Linked DNA regions of Mus musculus: region 1 is linked to region 2. Evidence: chromatin contacts called from public HiChIP or PLAC-seq data. All regions are on one chromosome and are shown on one strand. The core of a region is the stretch at or near the end of the contact, and the rest is flanking DNA. Distances in the headings are between cores, read along the strand shown. Region 1 holds the start of Tlnrd1 (talin rod domain containing 1). Region 2 has its middle 22 kb from the start of Mex3b.

Evidence for each region. HiChIP or PLAC-seq counts read pairs in DNA pulled down with a chosen protein or histone mark.
Region 1: a contact with region 2 is called in an H3K27ac HiChIP or PLAC-seq map of large pre-B cells, with 3 times the contacts expected there. The contact joins the promoter of Tlnrd1 here to the enhancer-like site in region 2. A contact is called at or near these places in 1 of 39 promoter capture datasets (embryonic stem cells) and 3 of 115 datasets of contacts at active chromatin or transcription factors (astrocytes, extraembryonic endoderm stem cells and large pre-B cells).

Annotation. Positions count from the first base shown.
Region 1 is chr7:83,880,430-83,886,135 of GRCm38.p6, reverse strand. It overlaps Tlnrd1 (talin rod domain containing 1), which reads left to right and starts at 1,795. Exons shown (of 1, transcript NM_030705.4): 1 at 1,795-5,641. The coding sequence starts at 2,915. The coding sequence ends at 4,003. It also overlaps a transcript of Mesd not described here.
Region 2 is chr7:82,886,500-82,891,720 of GRCm38.p6, reverse strand. No RefSeq gene overlaps it. Among named protein-coding and RNA genes, the nearest start is that of Mex3b, 22 kb to the right of the region's middle. Within about 2 kb of position 1,475, at least 27 of the 459 cell types and tissues checked have an H3K27ac peak or open chromatin away from gene starts, as enhancers often do.

The DNA.
Region 1 (5,706 bases), core at 546-3,045, 990 kb before region 2:
AGGCTGCTCTATTACAATCTATAGTGTAAGCGCAGTGCCTTGAACAAGGGCTGGCACATGGTAGACACCCAGCGTTTGAGCTGTAAGTGAACAATGGCAGGAGGTAAACAAGAAAGAACCTGGAAAGATCAGTTTAGGAAGAGTGACACTATCTGAAAAACGAAGCCTTGGTGGCAGGCACCTTTGCCTGCTGAGCTATCTTACTGGTCCCTCTCTTAGGTTCTCAGAGTTAAGGAAACTATTTTTTAGGATTCACTGCTATTCCTGGGTTACCAGGGAGGAAGTAGCCCTATAGAATTCTTGTTAAGAGAGCCATTGGTTTTACTGGCTTCAGTTTGCAGAGACAGTTGGTTCACCTAAAATCTAAAGCATCTGCAAGGGCATTTTTTTTTAATTATTATTTTTGATTATGAGTAGGGCGGCTATCCAGGTTTTTACCGGTTGTTCCTCATTAACTTATATTAATAACTTGACTCATAATTTATTCTGTAAACTATTGGGGTTTGGACGATAAATTTGAGGCCATCCAACTTATAAATAACACTTATAACTGGCTTAAAAATGTAGGACGTGGAGGTCCTACGAAGAGACAGAAGAACAAACATTTCCATTGGCTGAGCACACACTGGCAGTGCTGGGCACCAGCAGAAGACTTCAGGGCTCTTGAGAGAGTGCTTTACTGGGAGGAGGCCCAGGTGTTCCAGGAGTTTCTGGCAGACAAGGTCTGCACAAAGAAAGGGAGTGGGTGTGGCCAGTGGGTTTAGGGGACCTTCTCTTTTAGCCACTGCTGTTGTTAAGAGCCTAGGGAGTCACTTAGTCCACCTGGCCACAAAGCCCTATGGCACAGGCCTACAATCACCAACTACAGACCCTGAAGGAGGATCGCCAGAAGTTCAAAGCCTGTCTGCACAGTTAAATTAATAAATAAAAAGTACAGTAGCTCAAGGTCCTCCGTTTAATTCCTCGTTACAGGGCGGGGAGCCATCTGGGCCACCAGTTTCCCAGCCTGTAACCCAGAGATAACAGTGTTTACCTCCAGAGACTGGCTCTTTACTTAACAATGGTTGCTATTATTCCATTATATAGATGGAGTCAGGAAAGGGCGAACTGCTGATCAAGGCACATTGGAATTCTAGCCAGCTGGAACCGAGGTCACCATACACTACCTGACTACAGTAACTTGGGAGAGAAAACTTGCCCAAGGTCACACAACTCCTAAACGGCTGGGGGGGGGGGGGGTAAGACCAACCTCAGGGAGGGTCTATCACTGAGTCAAACAAGCTGTGGGGACTCAAGCGTGATCAGAGCTCCTTTTCACTGTTTCACGGAAACCCACCCACAGGAGAGGGTCCAACACAACAAAGGGCGGAGGAGGGCTTGCAAAAGTCATCGAATCTCAGAGGTGACTGGAATCCGGAGGCGGTGGGGAGATCCCGGGAGTAATGAGTGGCATCCTCCCCAAGCAAGCAAAACAGATCACCTTTTACACTAGCTCCCTCGGCAGGGAGGAAGCATCGAGTCCTGGGGCATGCTGAGAGCTTACGTAAGGCCACTAGCGGCTGCGCCCCGGTGTCCCCAGGGTATACACAGCGCCTGGGCGCGGAGCGAGGGCGGGCCTTCCCCACCACACACGCTTCCCAGCCTCTCCGGATGCAGGGACCACCGGCCCCAGGGCCGCAGCGTCGGGGCTGGGCGCGGCGTCCTCCCACGGCCCCCAGCTTCCCGGGGGAGGAGCAGCGCATCGCGCAAGCATCCGGGATCGGCGGAGGGGGCGGGAGGAAGGGCGAGAGGAGGAAGCGGGATTTAAACGAAAGGCGGTGACGCCACACAAAAGATTCCTATAGGCTCCGGGGAGGTTACGGCCGAGGTGGCGGCGGCGAGCCGGGGGCGAGGCGGACGCCAGGAGGCGAAAACTGCAACCGTGCGCGGGCAGGCGGGTGTCCCCTGGCCTGCGGTCTCCTCCCTTCCTTTCAGTTGCTCGGAGGTCGCTCGGAAGTTGCTGGTTGACAAACATGGCAGGAGTCCGGGCCCGGGTCGGCCTCCGCGACGCCGCGCTCACCTTCTGAGCCGACCACCCTGGGGCGTCGGATGCGCGGGGCCCGCGGGCTCTGCGGGGAAACACAGATGGAATCTCCACGACAGCCGGTCGCCGGCCGCAGGCCATTCAGGAGGGGAGGGCGTGCCGCCGCGGCGCCGGGCCGCGCACTCTGAACCGCCAGGCGGGAAGGCGCGGCCGCCCAGCACCCTGCGTTGCAGCCTCCCGCCCGACTGACTCCGCGCGGCCGCCACAGAGCCAGCCACGCCCTCGGCCCAGTGGCCGCCCAGCGCCCTAAGAGCCGGAGCAGGAGATGCGGCCGCGCGCCCCCGGGCGTCAGCTCCGGCCGCCGTCGCCAGCCTGTACCGTCTGGCGGGGTCGCCGCCCCTGAAGCCCACGTGCGCTGCTGAGCCGGATAGCCGCAGCGCAGCGGCTGACAGCAAAGCCTGCCGGGGCCGCCGCCCGCGCTCCTCTAGGAGCAGAGGATTTTGATTTCAAAGGAAGGAAGGAAGGAAGGACAACTCCCAGCCTCCCCGTCCCGCCCTCTCCGCTCCGGCGGCCCGGCCGGCCATGCCCAGGAAGGTGGCGACAGCCCGGCAGCGGGGACTTTTCTGGTAGGCTAGTGAAGAGGGGCGCGGACTAGGAGTCTGCCGTGCCCCGGCTCACGGTTCCCGCGAGCTACACAGCGCCCCGAAGAGCTTGCCGCGGGCTTGGGCCCGCCCTGCGACGCCCGGCCACCGGCCGCCGCCACCCGGATCTCTGTGCCCGCCGCGGTGGGTGGCATGATGGTGCGCGGAAGGCAGCGCGGCCCTGGCCAGCTGAGTCGCGGCGGCGGTGGTAGCGGGCTCCCCAGCGGCATGCCAGTGCCCCCTGGGCGCGATGGCTAGCGGCAGCGCCGGGAAGCCCACTGGCGAGGCGGCTTCTCCGGCTCCTGGGAGCGCCGTCGGCGGGGCCAGCTCGCAGCCGCGGAAGAGGCTGGTATCTATCTGTGATCACTGCAAGGGCAAGATGCAGCTGGTGGCCGACCTGCTGCTGCTGTCTAGCGAGGCGCGGCCGGTGCTCTTCGAAGGCCCCGCCTCCCCTGGCGCTGGTGCGGAGTCCTTCGAGCAGTGCCGGGACACCATCATCGCGCGCACTAAGGGGCTGTCCATCCTCACCCACGACGTGCAGAGCCAGCTCAACATGGGCCGCTTCGGAGAGGCGGGAGACAGTCTTGTGGAACTGGGCGACTTGGTGGTGTCGCTGACCGAGTGTTCTGCACATGCGGCCTACCTGGCAGCCGTGGCCACACCGGGCGCTCAACCTGCACAGCCAGGCCTTGTGGACCGCTACCGTGTGACACGCTGCCGCCACGAGGTAGAACAAGGCTGTGCTGTGCTGCGAGCCACCCCACTGGCGGACATGACCCCACAGCTGTTGCTGGAGGTGTCGCAGGGCCTGTCTCGAAACCTCAAGTTCCTGACGGATGCGTGCGCCCTGGCCAGTGACAAGTCACGGGACCGCTTCTCTCGCGAACAGTTCAAGCTGGGCGTCAAGTGCATGAGCACAAGTGCATCCGCGCTGTTAGCATGCGTACGCGAAGTGAAGGCGGCACCCAGCGAGCTGGCCCGCAGTCGTTGCGCGCTCTTCAGTGGGCCCTTGGTGCAGGCGGTGAGCGCTTTGGTGGGCTTTGCCACCGAGCCTCAATTCCTGGGTCGCGCAGCTGCCGTGAGCACTGAGGGCAAGGCGGTGCAGACCGCCATCCTGGGAGGTGCCATGAGTGTGGTGTCGGCCTGCGTGCTCTTGACCCAGTGCCTCAGGGATCTGGCGCAGCACCCAGATGGGAGCGCCAAGATGTCGGACCACAGGGAGAGGCTGAGGAACTCGGCCTGCGCCGTGTCTGAAGGCTGCACCCTGCTATCTCAGGCTTTAAGGGAAAGGTCTTCACCCAGGACTTTACCGCCAGTGAATTCCAATTCTGTGAATTAGCACTCCCCACGCTCCACCCCCACCCCAGCCCCTATACCTGTTTTCCACCCCAGGCTAAAGGAAGACACTTAACCCCTCCCCTCTCCATTTATACCAAAGAATCCATAGGTGATCCCCTCCCTCATGTTAAATGCTCAAGAGGAATTTTCCAGAAGGCAGGGCCATGCAATCATCAAGTACTCAGAGGGCCTGGGTGTCCACCAGCCCACTATAGGGACTCAGACACAGAGAAGATGGGTAGTCTGCTGGCTGCAGGGTTAACCCTACACACTCGAGCCCCTCAACTCAGTTATCAATTGGGCAGGAAAGAGGTCATGGGCTCATTTCTTCCTTCTTTTTAATTAATGAAAGGTTACCTCAGTTTTCCCTCCTTTAGACATGGATGTAGCTACCTTTTTGTATGTCGTTATTTTTGTTGAATTAGAGTATACATGGTGTGAAAAAGAGTATGACTTTGCCATATGATTTGCAAGTGGGGGGGAAAGCTACTGTGAGCGTGTGTTTTATTTTTTAAATTACACTATAGAGTGATTTCCCCCCCCCCCCAATGTCAAGTTTTTACCCTGCATGTACTGGAGTATTTATTTCATCTATTAAATTGTTATGTTTCTCAGATGGCTTTTCGCAGTTACTGTCTTTTCACTAACTGTGCATGCCGCCTGCCATCTGTGGGAAGGAGCTGTGGGGGGAAAAAGGTTTACATCCATTGGCAAGTGAATCCCCAGTGCCTAACCATTTCCACTCTAAAATTCCATTTTCCCTCTGGTATTATTCCTCTGAGCATCCTTGCACCCTAGAAAGACAAATGTATGTGATCTATTTTTAAAGGCAATCGAATGTGATTGGACTATGCAGTGCGTGGGGGAGGACTGTTAGTGGGGAGGACTGTTAGTGGGGAGGACTGTTAGTGGGGAGGACTGTTAGTGGGGATTTTGTCTTCTTCCCTCTAGTTTTTCTGGAAAGTAACCTAGCTCTCTTTGTCCTCCACTCATTTCTCTATTATAATGAGCCATAGGTTCAGGCTTACTGAAATCTGATTTGTATTCGGCCTGTCATTTTCAGATTAAAGTACTTCCTAATACTGTGTGGGGTGCTGCCTTGCCAGCTCACAGAATTTTGCATGGGACTTAACAGCACTGTATCAACTGATCCTTTAGCATCTTCAGTGAGGCTAGGCCTAACCCAGAAATCTCTATGACTTTATAGAAGGTTCTAGGCAGTTTGATAAAAGAGTCTATCCTCTGGACTTAGAACTTTCTAGAGCATGCTTGTCAGTGGAGGGCTTGTTTTTATGACCTTGATTCAAGTGGCTGGTTGGGTATTGAAAGAGTATTTTGTTGATTGAAATCATGTCGAGGTAGTTTGGCTTTTCTGTAGATAAATAAATTTGGGATGGACTTTTTAAGGGGGAGTTTATGGCTTGTTGAAGACACTGTTGAATAGTTTCTTACTAAATAGAGTGACAAACTTATCTATAGCCTTGAAACCTGGATGAGCCACATGCGCAAAAAACTCCTGTAGGCTTTCAGTGTATCATTTACTTTTTCAGGGGGTTTTATTGTGCTTAAACCTTTCCAGTGCCCACAGATCTGAAAAGTTGTCACCATAAAATGTTAGCAGCAAAATGAAATTTAACTTATAAAATCAATTTTTCCCACACTTTCTAAAAAAAAAAACTTAAAGTAATAGTGTGTATACATTTT
Region 2 (5,221 bases), core at 226-2,725:
CATGTGTCTGAGGGGCATTTTTTTCATACATGATCGATGTGGGAGGGCCCGGCCCACTGAGGGCCATGCCACCCCTGGGCAGGTAATCCTACAATGGATAAGTGGTTGACCAAGCAATAGGTAGCAAGCCAGTAGGAGTATCCCTGCAGACTCTGTTTCAGTTACTGCCTCCAGGTGCCTGCTTTGCGTTTCTTTCCTGGCTTCCCTCAAGGATTGACTGTAAGCTGCAAGCTAAAATAAACCTCCCCTCCCCTAAAAAGAGAGGCTCCCTTGCCAGCAATTGTGGCATATAGCTTTAATCCCAGACCTTAGGAGGAAAAGGCAGGCAAATCTCTTCGAGTTTAAAGCCAGTCTTATCTACTTAGTAAACTCCAGGGCTCCACAGTGAGACACTGGCCTGGTGTGGGGCAGAAGAATGAGGCTCATCAGCCCTGATGGCCTCTCTCCTAAGGAGACTGGGGCTGCTGCCTTTCCTTCTTATCTGACACTTTGTTTAAGGTCACAATCACATCTTTAAATTCTCAGCTCTGATCCTATTTCCTCATTTCATTCTTTGGTGCCAGGTTCTTCTCTTTCTATCTCTCTTGCCTGCAAGAGAGAGCTGATAAGGAGAATCCAGGTCTTAGAATCTAATCAGCAGAGATTAGGGCTTGAGCCAGTAGATAGTGGCTCCTCCTCCTACTTTGTGGTGTGCTCTTGGCTGCTGTGAGCAGACTGACTTAACAGACCCAGGATAACCTAGACTCTGCTAATTCAGAGTCTCTTCTTGCACTCACAGAAGCACCCAGCATTGCAAGATTATTCTATTAGTTCCCTTTGTTTGTTTCCTTGCTTGCTTGCTTGCTTGCTTGCTTGCTTGCTTGCTTGCTTGCTTGCTTGCTTGCTTGCTTGCTTTTTGAGACAGGGTCTCCCTACATTGTTCTGGCTTTTCTGGAATTTGCTCTGTAGATGAGGCCAGCCTTGAATTCACAGAGATCCACCACCTGCCTCTACCTCCCAAATGCTGGGATTAAAGGTGTGAGCCTCCACATCCAGCTAGCTACCTTCCAATTGCTGTGATGAAACACCATGAACAGGGCAACATAAAAAAGGAAGCATTTGATTGGGCTCACGGTTCCCAGGGGTTAAGAATCCATCATGGCAGAACAGCGGCAGCACAACAGTAAGCATCGGGCCTGTTAGCCGGAGCAGCTGCTGAGAGCTCACACATCAAACCACAAACAGGAAGCAAAGAAGCAAACTAGGAATGATGAAAGCCTTCAAACCTCGAAGTCTCCCCACCAAACCCTGTGACACAACTCCTCCGAGACCAAACTTCCTAACCATTCCCCAAACAGGTACCAGCTGGGACCAAGGGTGCCCCAGACCTATGGGAGACATCTCAGTAAAACCTCACAGCTATGGTAATTGCCTACGGTGTACTATGCAATGTGCTCTTGCATGGACACACATGAACGAGGCCCAGCGAAGCATCTCTGGAAGGCCTCCTCACCACCCCATCATACTTCTTTTGTGCCCTTCTCTGAGGGTCCAGCCCCTTCCCAGTGTCCTCCTGTATCTGTCAACTTGCCTGGGACACATGGTACACCGATTAAATGCTATTTCTGGGTATTTGTGAAAGCTCCTGGTAAGATCAGTGTTTGTTTGAGTGGAGAGAATGCAGATGGTCTTTCCCAATACAGATAGGAATTTAAAGTGGCTGGAAGCTCTGGAAGTGCTGTGTCCCTCCAGAGTTCAGATTGGGGATTCTGAAGTCACTAACGTGGTAGTGGCTCTTGAGCAGTCTCTCAGAGTCTGCTGCTTCCTTGCAGTATATCAAATTTGTACTTTCTCTTTACTTCTGAATGAACTCCACTGGTAGGAAAAGACGAGGCATGCTGGCATTAAGAGATGGGTCTCGGGGAACTGAGTCATGAGGCCTCTCCTTCAGAAACTCCAAGTCAACCCTCTTCCTCTTATACATTATCAGCAAACACACATGCCCAGGTACGTACACATGCACGCACACATACACACACACAAACTACTTGCAGCCAGGAGAGGCAGAGACAGTGGAGCATGGTGGCTGAAGGGTCAGGTGATGGTCAGGTGATAGTCAGGTGATGGTCAGGAGATGGTCAGGTGATGGTCAGGTGATGGTCAGGAGAGGTTCATGAGCCCTTTCCACTTCTGCTAGAGAGTGTTACTAGCTCCATTAATCTTCTCCATAGACATGACAGCCACTGATAACTGTAATGTTCTGTTAACTTCAGTGTCATCTCTGAAGCTCAAGATCTTCTACACCATCCCAGCATTTTTGCTTTAAGATGGTCATTGGTACATAGCTCTATGACAAGTATTAATGCTAGTGACATCCACCAGGTCCCAAAGGAACCTGGGACAAGTCTCACTCAGTGTCTATGGCTCCTCCCAGCACTTCTCACTTGCCCCCCTTCCTAAACCTCTCCAGCTCAAAGGCCAGGTATCACTTCCCTTCCCCCAGCTTCTGATTCTTGGATAAAAACAGCCATTTTGGCCATGTGCTTTATTCATTTTTCTCTCCTTGTTCTCTCTTTTGTCTCCTTGTCTCCATGTTTTCTCTCCTTTAGTCTCTTGGTTCTTCTCTTGGTTTTTGGCTCCTTTCTTGGTCCTCTTGCCTTCTCTTCTTTCTCTTTTCTTCCTCTGTCTATGTCTCTGTTTCTGTCTCTGTCTCTGTGCCCCCCCTTTCCCTCACCATCTCTCTTTCTCTCTCCACCCCCTTCTCCTCTCATGGCCCAGGCTATGCTGCTGGCTGTGTTCAGCCTGGACCCTTCTAGATGCCTCTGGCCAAACTCTTCCTTTTATCTACAATAAAGCCCTTCTCCTCAACCACACCTAGGAAAACTCGTGTCCTCATTTACATTCAGCATCCAGTTACCATACTTTTGATATCTTCTACATCACTCATATTGAGCCCACTCTCTCCTCAGGCTGTGTCCAGGTTGTACATAAGCCCGGGTGAGGTAGATGGGCCAGGCACTCTGACCTCCACCAGAGCTCTTTCCCTCCCTCTGTTCGAAAGTGTCAATAAGGCTGCAGTCTGCCAGCTTCCCACCTGCTTCTGAATCTTTTTTTCTTGCTCCTCCACATGGCTTTTCTCCAAGAAATAGTTTGCGTGTCTTATTCTACCTTGACTTACAGTTCTTATGGACTCCAAACAAACCCAGCACTTACTTAGAGTGCTCCAGTGAACTGGATGACCCATTGGCCAGCCAGAAAGAATTTTTATTTCCACCATGGGCACACTCACTGGTGCAAAGTGGCTGCCAAATTACAAAATATTGCACAGGTGTTTTCCTGGGAAGAATGTCACAGTGGGGACATTTCCCTCAGCACTCTCCTGCTGTTGTGGGGCTTTTTAGAAACTTACAGGAAGTGACGGCTCATGCAGAGCACACACCTGAGTTCCTCTGACAAACAGCAGAGGAAGAAGAGAAAGGGCTCAGGGAAGTGAATACATAGAGGTGCATATATTAAATAAGACTGGGACTTCCACCAGAGAATTGTGTTCCATGGTAGGCCCAGTACAGCCACCGTTTACCAAGGCCATCAGAAATGAAGGACACCAGAGTCAGGGATGGCCGTCTTTGGAAGGATGGGAATGGTTACACAGAAGACCCTCACAAAGGGTTGTTTGTTTACTTTTTAACGTTCCTGTGTGTTTGTGATGTTTGTACATATTCTCATATGTAAGTTCAAGTGCATGTGAGCCATGGTGCTTAAGTGGAAGTCAAAGGACAGCCTTGACGGTCCCTCCTCACCTTCCACCTTATTTGTGACAAGGTCTTTTGTTGTTCAACAGGCTAGCTAGCCTACACACTTTCTACCTCCCATCGCAGCATTGTGATTACACACACACACACACACACACACACACACACACACACACATCCTAAGTATAATGAACCCCATAAATGACTGTGTGTCCATAAATGACTGTGTGTCCATAACTGTCCACAGTGGACTGGATTCTCCAAGCTGAAGACTTGGTCATATATATAGGACTATAAATAAATTGAAAGGATTTGTTTTCTATTTATCTCAATTAGATGCAGTGAGGTCTGTCTCCATGTCTTTAGGCAAATTATGTATTTAGGGGCAAACATGACACAGGCCTATGAAGGAGAATTGAATATCATGAAAAGAGCTTCAATATGCTTGTTTATTTCAAAATGATGTGGGTGTATGTGCATGTGTGTAGCTGAAACAGGATTTCCAGCTTTCCCCTGAGTCTGACAACCTCATCAGCATTTCAATAAACCAATGTACAATTAGAAAGATTAACTAAGACTGCCTATTATTGGTTGTCACACACATTAATACTAAGAGCCAGTAGGTTTATAATCTCTTTCTAAATGTGAATACATTTCTGAAAGTTATTTATTTAATCTTTTCCAAAATTAAGTTTGGAAATAAGCTTAGGCATTTGTCAATAGGAACACAAACTAAACAGAGACTAAACTGAAAAAAAAAGGACTAAACTAAATAAATAAACCTAGGAGTAGGGGTGTAACTCAGCAAGTGGGGTGTTTAGCATCCAGGAAGCCCTGGGTTCAAGGTGAGCCCTGCATACACCAGGAAGGGTGGTGCACACCAGCAGTCTTTGTATCACCAAGGCAGAAGTAGAGGACCAGGTCATCTTTAGCTTCTTAGAAAGTTCCAGGTCATCTAGAAATACATGAGACACTAAACTAAAATACAAATGTTTGCAAACACATGTATACGATATGAATAATCAGTAGGTGAGAATAAATGCATAAAAAGGGAAGTATCTCCAGCAATGAGCACTGAAATACCAGACATAGGGAACAGCATAAAATCCATCAAATAGATGCTCAAAACGCTTTCTTATAGAGAAGCTTTATTTACACAATATGTTTGAGACTCTTTCGCTGTTGTAAGATCCACTCACACGGGGCAAGGCCCTACACTCCTGTAATCCCAGGACTGAGAAGGTGTAACAGGAGGAGCAGGAGTCTAAGGTCAATTTCAACTACATAGTGAGCTTAAGGTCAGCCACATGAGATGCTGTCTAACAACAACAACAAAAGGAAACAACATCGACAAAAACCAGGTGGGGGATGTAGTTCAGTTGGTAGAATGCCAGCCTAACACACAGGAGGCTCTGAGTTACATGCCAGGGTCTGTAGAAAGCTGAGTGTGATGTCATAGACTGCAATTCCAGCAATCAGGAGATGAAAAT